Linked DNA regions of Zea mays: region 1 is linked to region 2. Evidence: chromatin contacts called from public Hi-C data. All regions are on one chromosome and are shown on one strand. Each heading gives the region's core, a stretch centred on a gene start, on an enhancer-like site or on the middle of the called end of the contact. The rest is flanking DNA. Distances are from core to core; before and after follow the strand shown. Region 1 has its middle 84 kb from the start of LOC100278506. Region 2 holds the start of LOC100278506.

Region 1 (5,592 bases), core at 2,586-5,085, 85 kb after region 2:
AATTTCTTATGCTCACTTGCATCAGGCAATAGAATATTGGCTATTTTGGTTCTGGATAGTACTTTGTTTTGTTCTTCAATGTTGTTTCTATGCTTGTCACCTCTCGTTTTTCCTCGAACATGGATGTGTGATCCCTTTTTTCTATTTGTCATGAATGATGCAAACTAAAGTTTGATTTCTAACATCAATTTCACATTTACTAGTACTAAGTTTAGCTTGCTTGTGTTTGTTGCTGTCTATATTTGTACTTTGTTCACATTGTGATTCTTTGTTTATATTATATACATGTCAATGATGCTTGGAAGTGTTTATGTTACAAATTTATCTATTAGATGCTAAAAGGACGCAATACTAATGTGCAAAGGAAGATAGAGTAGTGAAAGTTCATGTAAGTTCCTGACAACTCAATGCCACATGTGAAACCGAAGCATAAGTAGTGCTGATAACTTAGCATGACTACACTATAGTTTCATGGATGAGTCATAGATCATTAGTACTAGTAGGCTAGTAGCACATACTCCAAAGTTCATGCATGGAGTATACAATAAGTGAAGTACCACATTGCTTTGATAAATAGTGATGGAATCCAAAATGCACTGGTAACTTATATGATTATATGTGCCATCAAAAAGCTGTTAATTTTATTAAGATGCAACACATGTTGGTCGTGGACATTTGATAGTCGAAACGAAATAATTATAGTAAGCTTATAGTATGCTTAGATTAGGTCACTATTTGATATATCCATATGTAGTAAATATTAGGCCATTGTTTGCTCAGGTTTTAGCTTCATGCACAAATTAGTGCAAATTTACATTGATTATCCAAATTCACTCTTCTATGCATCATGCAGTTTAGTTGCGTTGAACTAAGAATCTCAATGTTGTCACTTGATTGAGCAACAAGGTTCAGACTCCGAGTTCATACAGAATTTTCCTAAAAAGTATCATTATCCATTTGCAGAATCCTCTTCCAATGTTTGATATGGGTGTGATTGAGTTATTGTACATCTTCTATTTTAGTTTCTACTGCTACCATTTTGTTTTAGCTTGTCAGCTTCTACGTCCTAAACTCCTACTAGATACACACTTCACTTGCCCAGTTTCTACTGTTGATATTTTACTTTAGTAGTCCAGTGATTTTACTTTCTGGCTGAAGCACAATTACTCCATGCATTCTAAACTATGAGATGTTCTGATCTTTTTAGATACACTATGTATTTACATATACTATATGTCTAGATACGTAGAAAAAACCAAAACATCCTATACTTTAGAATAGAGGAAGTATATCTTTTGCTCGTGATTATAGTTCACACATTTTGATCTCTGAAACTTAATTACTATGATTTTGATATTATTTAGATCATTGAAGTGCAAGACCATTCTAGTTTTTAAAAACTCAAGTATAACTACTATTGTAAACCTAATCATCCACTACTTCCATATTGTGGTAGCTGGTATATGTTTTTTTGGTTTATATCAACAAATTGTATGGTTTCACAGGAAATGAGTAGAATTTTTGTGGTGAAACTGCTAAGGGCTTGTTTGGATGTAGCCTAGGTGCATCCAACAGCTAGTGTCGTGTTACCTTGCTTGTAAGGTGCAATTCCATAGAAGATGGACAGTGGGCTTGTGTTGACTAGTACTTTCCAAAAAACATATACTGTAGCCTAAATATAAGTTGTGTTATATAAGGGACCATCACAAGCATAAGGTAATTTGTTGATTCAACTTATCTTGATTTGCATGTGGAAAACAGACAACTGTTAGTTTTTGACATGTAGACTAATCTTTGAAGTGTAGGATAATATATGAATCAATATTTCTTTGGTTCGTTGTGATCATTATGGTGTATATGTTTTTTCAAAAGAAAGGAACTATGTTTTTGCCTCCTTCCCTCCGCCTCTGATCTCAAGTATCAAAATGTTTATTGTTTGCCTTCTTGAGACATTAGAATTAGCATCCGAACCTATGTAAACTTGGAATAGACTTGACATTGATGAGTACTCAACTCTTGACCCTAAAATCTTGCTACCTTTGCCATTTTAAGTAGGAATGTGGTCAATGGTTTGCTTGGTTGGCTATCGAAACTTATCATGCCAAAGATTTGACAAACAAAAGTTGAGCAAAAATATTTTCCATAGATTTGACCAACCAAATATAAGGGATTGTAAATTTTTGGTAGCAAACTAAATGGAGCCAAAAAATTTTGCCTGAGTTGTGGGAACCAAACTTTGGCCACCAACTAATTAGGCCAAGTCTGCTTTTGGGACATTTCTCTATATAAAACTATACCTACAAAAGACTAGAAAGCGATAAGAGAGATTGGATTTATTTACCCCAACCTTTGGTGGTGGCTCAGTGACGATGCTAGTGGATAGGGGGGTGGGAGTGGACTCTTGCCTTTTGTCTTTATGAGATTGAGGGAGGTTGTCTACCTAACATTGGGAATCGTGATATCTTTGGGAAACATAACCTAGAGACCACTTTTTTTGTAATGTCTGCTACTATACCTAGATGCCTTAGGGTTTAGACAGGGACTCCCGAAGTGTAAAACCTAGTTTTGGGTGATCGAAATGGCAATGACAACAAATCTCATGGTTTTATAGGAAATTGGAGCTGCTATGTTATTTTAGTGTGATGGAATTTGGCAATGAGGCCTTAGTGACCTCGTCATAAGCAAATTGTGTTATATTAAGCATAATAAATGATCATAGGTGGTCTTTACGCTGAGATGGAGAAGAGAGGGGTAGGGAGAAGTGAGTTGTAAGTGGGAGAATAAATGAGTCATGAATTAATAACGGTGTATGTCCTAGTAGCCAACTAAAAAATCATCTCCCAGCCTCTAGAACGATAAGATGCACACAGACTAGACAAGAAAGAAAAGAAAAAAAGAACATGATCAATACATTATTAGTGATTCTCAGTCCCATGACTAGAGCGCCACCCATGTGCTTGAGATAAGAACCTCGTAGCCACCTTTTCTAAACTTCGTCAAGTTTCCATCACCATAGATTGTTGTGCATGCCTATGTAGTACAACCCACCCCGTAACTAGTGGGTAGTTACGAAAATGACCTCCAAAGGAGACATGTTAAGTTTCTTGACCGTTCTTATTAAAGGGAGTGACCAACTGATGGTTGCTACTCCTAGGGCTAAGTTTTTTTGTCGAAGTGTGAAAGCCAATTCCTGAATACATTTGAAGTGGTAGATGAGTTGTAAATGTACGTGCATCTAACAACAAGCTATATTATTAATCATGCTCTTAGAAATTATAGTTTAGTTGAGTTGGATTAGTTGTTTGTTTAGTGGCCTGGGGTGCCGAATCATGGATCGATCTACCACTTGTCCCAGTAAGTTGTTGCCTTTGAATGGTTTGTCCCAACACAATCGTGGTTCTAAAGGTCCTTATTTGATGGTTTTTCGCTAAAACCCATGTGATTGTAGTTAAATAATTATATGGAAGTTGTTTAAAGAGGTGTGACACACTCTTAGTTGTGTGGTTTTCAAACCCAGTGTTTAGTATTATAGACTGAGCTGATTTTCATTTCCTGAAAGTCGCAACAAAGTTCTTGCCATCTTTTTTTTTGGGGGGGGGGGGGGAGAAAAATTGAATTTTGTTTTCAAATTATACCCACCGCATATCAGGAGGGAAACGAAAATTTCGAAATAGCTGTTGGCGCTGTCGTCGACTAAACTGGCGGCCTCTAGCAATTCATTTCACTGAGAGGAGACAAAGTATGCCCTCCAACTCACACCATACATGCGTGCCGTTGGACACACACCCGCTCTACATGCAGACTTGGTGCTTGGACTCTTGGAGAGTGCCCACCGTTTTGACCTTCGAAAACAAGCACCCCGCGGCCCGCAGCGCGCAGCCAGCGCTATCTCTAGTGTCCATCATCCTCACGCGCCGCGTGCATAAGTGCCAGGCGTGCCACAGCACAGCACACCACAGACCACACCACCACTACAGCCACCGTTCGCGTTCGCGGAGGGAGCCTTCGGTTTCGAGCAGCGTCCTTCGTGGCCCAGCCGGGAGAGATGGTGCGGAGGAGAAACACGGTAGCCGCGGGCGTGGTCCCGGCGTCCGCCGACCCCGACACCATCTCCGACTCCGGCTCATCTACGTCCGCGCCGCCGCCGCAGCCGGGGAGGAAGCAGACTTACTCCGCCTTGCAGGTTGCCCGTGCTGGAGCGCCGGCCACCCCGACTCTTGAAGACGCGCAGCCTGTCGCCGTCGAGATGACGATCAACAACTACCTGCGCACCTACGGCAGGATCCCGATGGCATGCTGTTGCTCGGAAGGCCAAGGCCCCCACCTGGACCTCAACGCCCTGGCGCCGCCCCAACGCGACCCACCTGTGATCTGTGCCTACTGCAACTGCGCATTCTGCTTCGGCGTGCACGAGATCCCTTCGCTAGACCATGGCCCGGGGCATGTCTACCCGGCGCCGCTCGTACCCGTCACCCTAAACCTTCTCACGCCGCCGCCGGTGGGGCCGCTGTACCGCGACCGCCGGGGCCCCGCGGCCGCGCCGGCGCCGCTGCTCGTCTGCTCCAGCGAGCAACACTTCAACGCCACTATCGGCATGCTGCAGCGGCGGCAGGGCAGCGCGCCGCCGCTGGTGTGGAAGTGTACTTGCTGTCTTCGTGTGCAGCCCGTCGCCGTGGGCAGCGAAGGCGCCAACTCGCCAGATCTGCATGCTACTCCTCCGGCGCCTCCTCCTGAGCCGTGGACATACGCTGGCGCTTACTGGAACTATGTGGAGCCCGGGGACGAGGACATGGTCCGACTCCACTTACATTATGATCCTCTGAAACTAAGTCTTGGGCGCCGGTGAACGCAGCTAGCGCGGCCGCGGGGTCGTGCCGGTCGGAGTCGTCCTTGATCGGCCGGCCGGCAGCGGCAGGTAGAGCGGCGTTTCCTTCGAGAAAGCATGCATGGAATAAAAATCATCCGCGCTACGGCGCTAGCCCTATCTATCCAGTCCTATAGCGGTCATGTTAGTCCAGTGATGAGTCGTGAATGGAGTCAACTTCTCCATGACCTTTTGTCACTAACAGATGGGTTTGGTTTTCATCAGGCCCATTTGTTAATGAGAAAGTCTCATGAAACTGGCTGCAGAGAAATTGATCCTGTTAGCCTCTGCAGTCGCCAACATCTCAGCTTCCATTTTTTTTGTGTTCTTCGTTCTCTAATGTGTCGTCTATATGGAGTCGACTTCACGGTGGTTTTTTTGTCACTAACAGATGGGTCTGATGTTCATCAACCCACTTGCCTGCAGTGACAAAGCGGCCCTGTAAAAGCCGATAGTAGAGGAATCGATCAGGTTAGTCTCTGCTGTCTCCAGCATCTTTAGTTGATGTATGTTTTTGGATTTCTCTCTAATGTGTGTTATGGACTGTGAGAGAGCTGTTATACAGCAACAATGAATCTATATGTCAACAATCTCTCACTTATTAGGTTTATTTGTCAAGTATTGGGCATGTTTGATAGAGCCTTTTCTGCTCCTGATTCTATGTGCAAAGTGGTTATCTGAGAGAAATGTTTTTTTTCTATAATAATGTAAGAAGTGATCTATTTTGT
Region 2 (6,009 bases), core at 2,228-4,727:
AAAATGTAATTACTAGCTACTTTACACAGTACATTTTTCCATAATTAGGTGTCCCAGGATTCCAATAGCCATTACTTGAATAACAGAACTATTCGCAATACAAGTACAAAGTGTTCCTTGGGTAAGGTTTACACCCAGTAAATACGGAACTTTTGAGAAGGCCAAGAATTTAGACTTTTTCTTCCTTATAATAGAAATGTCCCCTGAAAAATTGGTGTCTCGAGATCTCTGTGACATAGAACACGGTGATTATATATGCAGCTATACATTTCATTGCCTTACTTAGCTATAAGTGTTTTGCAGGATCACCATGCAATACTTTTGAATTTATCATCAAGCCCCTTTTTCAAAGTTTGGGTTATTCCGTTCCTCAAGTGGTGCTGGATACCTCCGTTGCCCTTGCCGTTTCAAGAATATTTTTATTCATATCTACACTGTTCTACCCATGGCTTGATAGTAAATGGATGCCTCAGCCTCTAATTCTCCCCGCTGAAGTTTACAAGGTCAGCATCTGTCATGTGCAATTTTGATGTTCTCCTTTGTGTTGCCACTTAACCTACCCCAGCATAGTTTTGAAATATGCATATAATGGCCAGAAGATGCAAGTGGACCAGTCATGTCAATTTCATTGCTAGTTTATTTTTTTAAAAAAAAAACAGTTCTTTTCAAGGGATCTCTCTACTGAACTACTCCTGACTAGGCCAGCAGACTTGCAAATAACATTTTTGTTTGATGTTGGACAAAGGTTAAGGTACGAATGCCAATATCCAGGCATCTGTAAATAATCATCTGATGTTGCTTGCAGGTTGGTGTCACACACTACTTTTCGTTCTTGAAAGCTAGAGAGGAGCTCGGCTACGTGCCCATTGTGAGGCCCCACGAAGGCTTGGCCGCAACGATCTCGTACTGGCAAGAGCGGAAGAGAATGGAGCTGGATGGCCCGACCATATTTACTTGGCTGGCCGTAACGATCGGGATGCTGGCCGTGTTTTCTGCCGCCTGCCTCCCGCCAGTCGGCCCGTTGAAATGGGTGCTCGACGTCCACATGTTTGTTTTCCGCTCGATGCTCGTGATCCGGCTGGTCTTGGCGGTAGCGATCGCACTGCATGCTGGCGAAGCCGTGTACGCCTGGTTCTTGGCGAGAAGGGTTGACCCGAGGAACGCTGCCGGGTGGTTCTGGCAGACCTTCGCTCTGGGGTACTTCTCCCTCCGGTACCTTCTCAAGAGAGGCAGAGCGTGAATTCGTGTTTGGTTCACATGTACGTACACTGCGGATCCTGTAACAGTGGTTCCAACTTCCAAGCTTCATGCTTGGTTTTTATTGAGGAGGAGGCGTCAGGCGTATGAGCAATCCCCAGATCGTATCCCTCCTGACATCTGCCTGTGGTCGGATCGGATGTACTTTGTGGTGATACTGTGAACTGGTGAAAGTTTAACAGGTCGCTTTCTTGGATGAGCTGTAATGTAACTAGCCATTGTTAGATCCAAATGCAACTGATGCTCCAGCAGAAATTTGGTGGCTGTCGCACATCTAACGCCGTATACGAACCGTATGATATTATTGATATTGATACGTCGAAGCTGAAAAAAAAACCCAGCTCGTTTTCCTTGCCTGCTATGCCAGTTCATCTGCACGTGTCTTTCTTGTGTCTACAGAGAAGTCCAATGGTCAGTGCTCCCCTGGCGTCTGAACCGGAAGTCCTGGAATAGGCATGTTAGGCTGACGACGGACGGAGTAACCGAAACCGGACCTAAAATACTGCCCACGAAAACAATGAGGTCCAAGCTTCAGCTGAGCTCCACCACTCTTCTGATTCTTCCACCAACCTCCCCCCAGTCCCTCCCCAACCTACCATTGCCGTGCATTCAATAAAAATCAGTGTCGGCGGCGAGCGGAAGCAACCGAAAAAGGGAGAGAGGGAAATAGGTGAGGGCCGAGTGCTGGGTCAGGGTCGGAGATGGACCTGCGAACCGCAGCCATGTACATGAGCCGCACGAGCTGCAGAGTTAGCGCCTGTGCCTATGCGGTTCTTCTTCAGTCCTCCTGGGTCGTCCTGACTGCATTCTCTCGGCCAACATCTCTCGTAGGAAAACATCACCGCAAAAACGATGGTAGCCGCAGACATGAAGTGTAACCACCGTGCGGTATAACTTGTACTGTACGTTTTTATGTAGAGAGCTTGCAGTCTTGCACCACCCGGATGTGTTGTGAAGGTAGATTGGCTGTGGAGAAGCATTTGCTGAAAAAGCTCTACCTTAAAGCCTACTAGTCCGTACGATGCGGAGCCCAAACATGACAAAACGTTTCGGTAGCAGGCGGGGACAGACAAGTTTCATTGGCCCAGCGCCTCCTCCCCATGTTCTCATGTGGATCCTTCGGTGCGCCCGCAGCTGCCCAACTTTTTTTAAGTAAACGTTAATCAAATAAACAGATGCAGCTTCGGTTTATTCTTTTTCTCAACCTATCTCCGGCATATTATGCATATGATCACATAAAACACCGTTTCACAATGTAGCCTGCAATGTTGCAGGGTGAATTTTAAAATATGAGATGAGATGTGAGATAAGATGAATAGGCTGCTGGAGACAGCCTTATAACTGCATCCTTCAAAAAAAGAAAGATACATCCATGCCTCATTGTTTGTTCGTTTTAAAAGTGGATTGAAGAAGATTAGATACGATTAAATGTCTTTTAGTTAAAATTAAATAGAAAATGATTTAGTGCCACTCAATCCTCTATCCCCCCGCAAAGATGCAACCGAACAAGGTAGGTCTCGTGAAGAAGTGAAAAAAAACTCACCCGTCACCATTCCACTCTATAGAAGGACGCTACCTATCTTTATCTCTATATTTAAACTGTAATCTGCGAACAAACAGTGTTTTGCACGACGATAAGCTGTTCGATGCAGTCTAACAATTTAAAGCTCATGTTGTTTGAGATGATTTTCAAAATTGTGCCTGTACAGTAGTAATGGATGATTCATTTTTAGGAGAAAATTGAGCAGCAATGCTGAGATAAAAGCGCAGTTTTAAAAATCCCCCAAATAATCAGACAGAGGGCAGCTGTTGACATGAGTTGGTGGCATGAGCTGCTGAAGCTGAACCAACCTACACAGGACCGGACAGCACACCACTTGGTGGACGTCAAAAGCTGCTGCCAGGTGGCCGTATCGAGGCCTGCACCGCACCAGCAGCTGCCGCCACCCATCATTTTTGCCAACACGGCTCCAGTGTGTCTGAGCTGCCTGACTTGGAGGAGTCGCAGGAAGGCAAAAAAAAAAAAGGGGTTTTGGTAATTCATCATTCACGTCGCCTCGCGTTATAGCACGTTCTTGTGTTCACAAAAAAGCTACGAGGAACTTTCAACTGCACACCTCGTTGGTGTCCCCCTCATGCATGAATAAAGCCAGCCTGTCCAGGCGGAGGCAAGCTGCTGTGGCTGCGGCACAAACACCGCGCCAGCACAACGCATACGCATACCTCACCTTCCTTTCCTCCTCCCGTCCTCCATCAAAAGAAGGCAGGGAAAGATCTGATCTGGGGGGTGAGAGAGCAGGAGGAGAAAGCCAAGCCATTGCCCTCCCCTCTTGAAGGCTTGGAGCTTGGTTCTACATCCTCTTCTCTTCCCCTCCGTCTCTCTCTCTCTCTCTCTATTTGGTTTGCTTGCTTGCCTCTACTAGACTCTAGTCGTCGGGTCCGGCCATGGCCACCATCCTGGAGAACATCCAGAAGGCGAGGTTCCTGCCGACCAGGCCGCTCAAGGACGAGCTGCCCACCTTCCAGGGCGGCGGCAAGAGCAAGGAGGAGAGCCACCTCATGGGCCTGAGGAAGCGGCTGTCCAGCTTCTCCGGCAAGATCCAGCCCATCTCCTCCGCGTCGGCCGCCGAGTGGGCGTTCCGCCGCTCCAAGTCGGCGCCCTCCCTCGGCGCCGCCTTCGCCGCGGGGGGCGGCTCCCTGAGGCAGTGGTGGCAGTGGGGCGTCGGCTGGCTCCTGTCCAAGAAGCCCGGGTTCGCGGGCGACCTCGAGATGAACGAGGAGGAGGTCGCCGCGCTGGGCCGCCAGAGCAGGGGCACCTGGGCCCACATCCTGTTCAAGATGCGGTCCGGCGTCCGCCGCCTCGTCGCGTCCGCGCACTCGCTCCCCACCACGCACAAGCAGCAGTCCCTGCCGTCGTCGTCGGCCGCGGCGGCGCACAGCGTCCAGTGCAAGCCGGCGGCGTCGTTCGCCTACGCGCAGCGGCAGAGCTTCCACCACACCGGCCACGCCATGGCGCACTAGGCAGCGTCTCGCGGTTGCCGGTGCCGTCTGCGGCCGGTCTCCTCCAGATCCAGGGATGGAGAGCGCTGAGAGGCGCGGGAAGAAGAAGATTCAGGTTACAGGTGCGTGAGATCGACGGTGAAGATGTCGTTGAATTGATGATGAATGAAATGGAATGTAGGATTACCGTTCTGTGATCTGTGTAGATCTAGTGCCCCTGTAGAGGTGAACAAGTGTTATACTACATGCCCGTTCTTTCTTTATATTATTCTTTTGGGTTCGTTCTTTGGACGATGTAAATGTAAAATGTTTTGTTGATCTTGTACTGTTAAATAAAACTGATGCAAATTGTGCCCCTCGGTTCTTGAGTAGTCTCAGGCTCTCAGCCAGATCTGATGTGTCTTTTCATCGGCTGCCCTGCCCAGCGAACCTGTAACATTCTGCCAGCATGTATGGGTGTCGGTGCACGCGTTTCCTGGAAGCCTGTACTACTCCTGGTCAATGCGACGCAAAAACAGCTGGAAAAATTCACAAGATACCTGTCAACTTGGGAAGCAACTATTCTCAAACGAGAGTTGCCGCCGGTAGACGGTTCATGGAATCAATGGTCACCGGCCGTGAGCGGTATTCTTTCTTTCCAGTGAAGTGAATCGACGTGTTATAGTCGTCTAAAAACGCAAATTACTCGTCTCCAATTTCGTTTCTAGAACGACGACAGGACACATACGATTCTCTCGTGTTCTGTCTACGGCTACCAGTAGCAGGAGTAGTAGGAAACAGCGAAGCACAAGAGAAGGTGAAGCGTCACATGTGAACAGGTAGGCGGTCAATTGTGTCACGTACGCTACAACTACGAGTCCGATGGACCTGCAGTTGCACCACGAGAAAATGGATGGTTCGCTAGCGCGGTCCGATGGAAGGAATGGGTAGGTGGTGCCCGCGAAACAGACGTGAATTCGGCGGCGGTCCATGGAATTTGGAAGGGAAAGCCAACCCAACCTTGCTACTTTTCCTCGTTTAGGACACCGACGTTTTCTTACCAGTGCCACTGGGCCAGGCGAATGAGTGGACGCCCGGCCCAATCCAGTTATGCCAATCTTCTTCGCCGCCTTCGCCAAGTTCAGCCCATGGTCTATCCGGAAGCGGCCGCCGCCTCACTCTACAACTGCCTGCGGTCCAACTCCAGGCCGTCACGTTTTTTAAAATGGTCAGGTCGTCAGGGCTCACTGTTTTTTATTTTAAACCATTTTAAATAGTATATATAAAATAATATTGTTGTTTTTTAAAACTAATCCGTTTAGTCACATTAATCTCTAGCACAGCTAAATTGTTGTACTGTATTATTCCGTCTCATGACATGGTAAGAAAGACAAACATGACCACTATGCCACGTCAATTTGATTGACTTAGCAAGCGGTCCCTCTTCCCTTTCTTATTTTTTTCCTTTTAGGCTGATTTTAACCATTCTCTCTATACTGTTGGGGGTCTTCGTCCTCCGAAGGTCCTCAAAAACATGATTTGACAATGTTTTCCAAGTGGATTATGTGAACAGGTATCTTCGGACTCAGAATTACGAACATGAAGTGCGGTCAGGACGAAGCCTGAACCAGACGAAGGACGGGCTGATTACCAAGCTCCACAAAGGATGGTGCACAGCCGAAGCTGTGTGCAGAGAAGCTTCGTCGCGATAATAGAGGGGGGAACCGACTTAAAGATGAAAAGACTACGTGGACCTTGTCAGATTTCCATAAG

Evidence for each region. A called contact is a pair of places that touch in the nucleus more often than the background predicts.
Region 1: a Hi-C map of endosperm shows a contact between it and region 2, with 2.1 times the contacts expected there. The contact joins the enhancer-like site here to the promoter of LOC100278506 in region 2. A contact is called at or near these places in 3 of 25 Hi-C or Micro-C datasets (ear, endosperm and tassel).

What each region holds. Positions count from the first base shown.
Region 1 is chr5:210,955,191-210,960,782 of Zm-B73-REFERENCE-NAM-5.0, forward strand. No RefSeq gene overlaps it. Among protein-coding and RNA genes, the nearest start is that of LOC100278506, 84 kb to the left of the region's middle. Within about 2 kb of position 3,836, at least 4 of the 20 cell types and tissues checked have an H3K27ac peak or open chromatin away from gene starts, as enhancers often do. A contact at or near this core is called in endosperm, where this site is marked.
Region 2 is chr5:210,870,461-210,876,469 of Zm-B73-REFERENCE-NAM-5.0, forward strand. LOC100278506 reads left to right here and starts at 3,478. Exons shown (of 1, transcript NM_001151762.2): 1 at 3,478-4,574. The coding sequence starts at 3,703. The coding sequence ends at 4,278. LOC100193755 reads left to right here. Exons shown (of 5, transcript NM_001138841.1): 4 at 304-503; 5 at 806-1,509. The coding sequence ends at 1,240.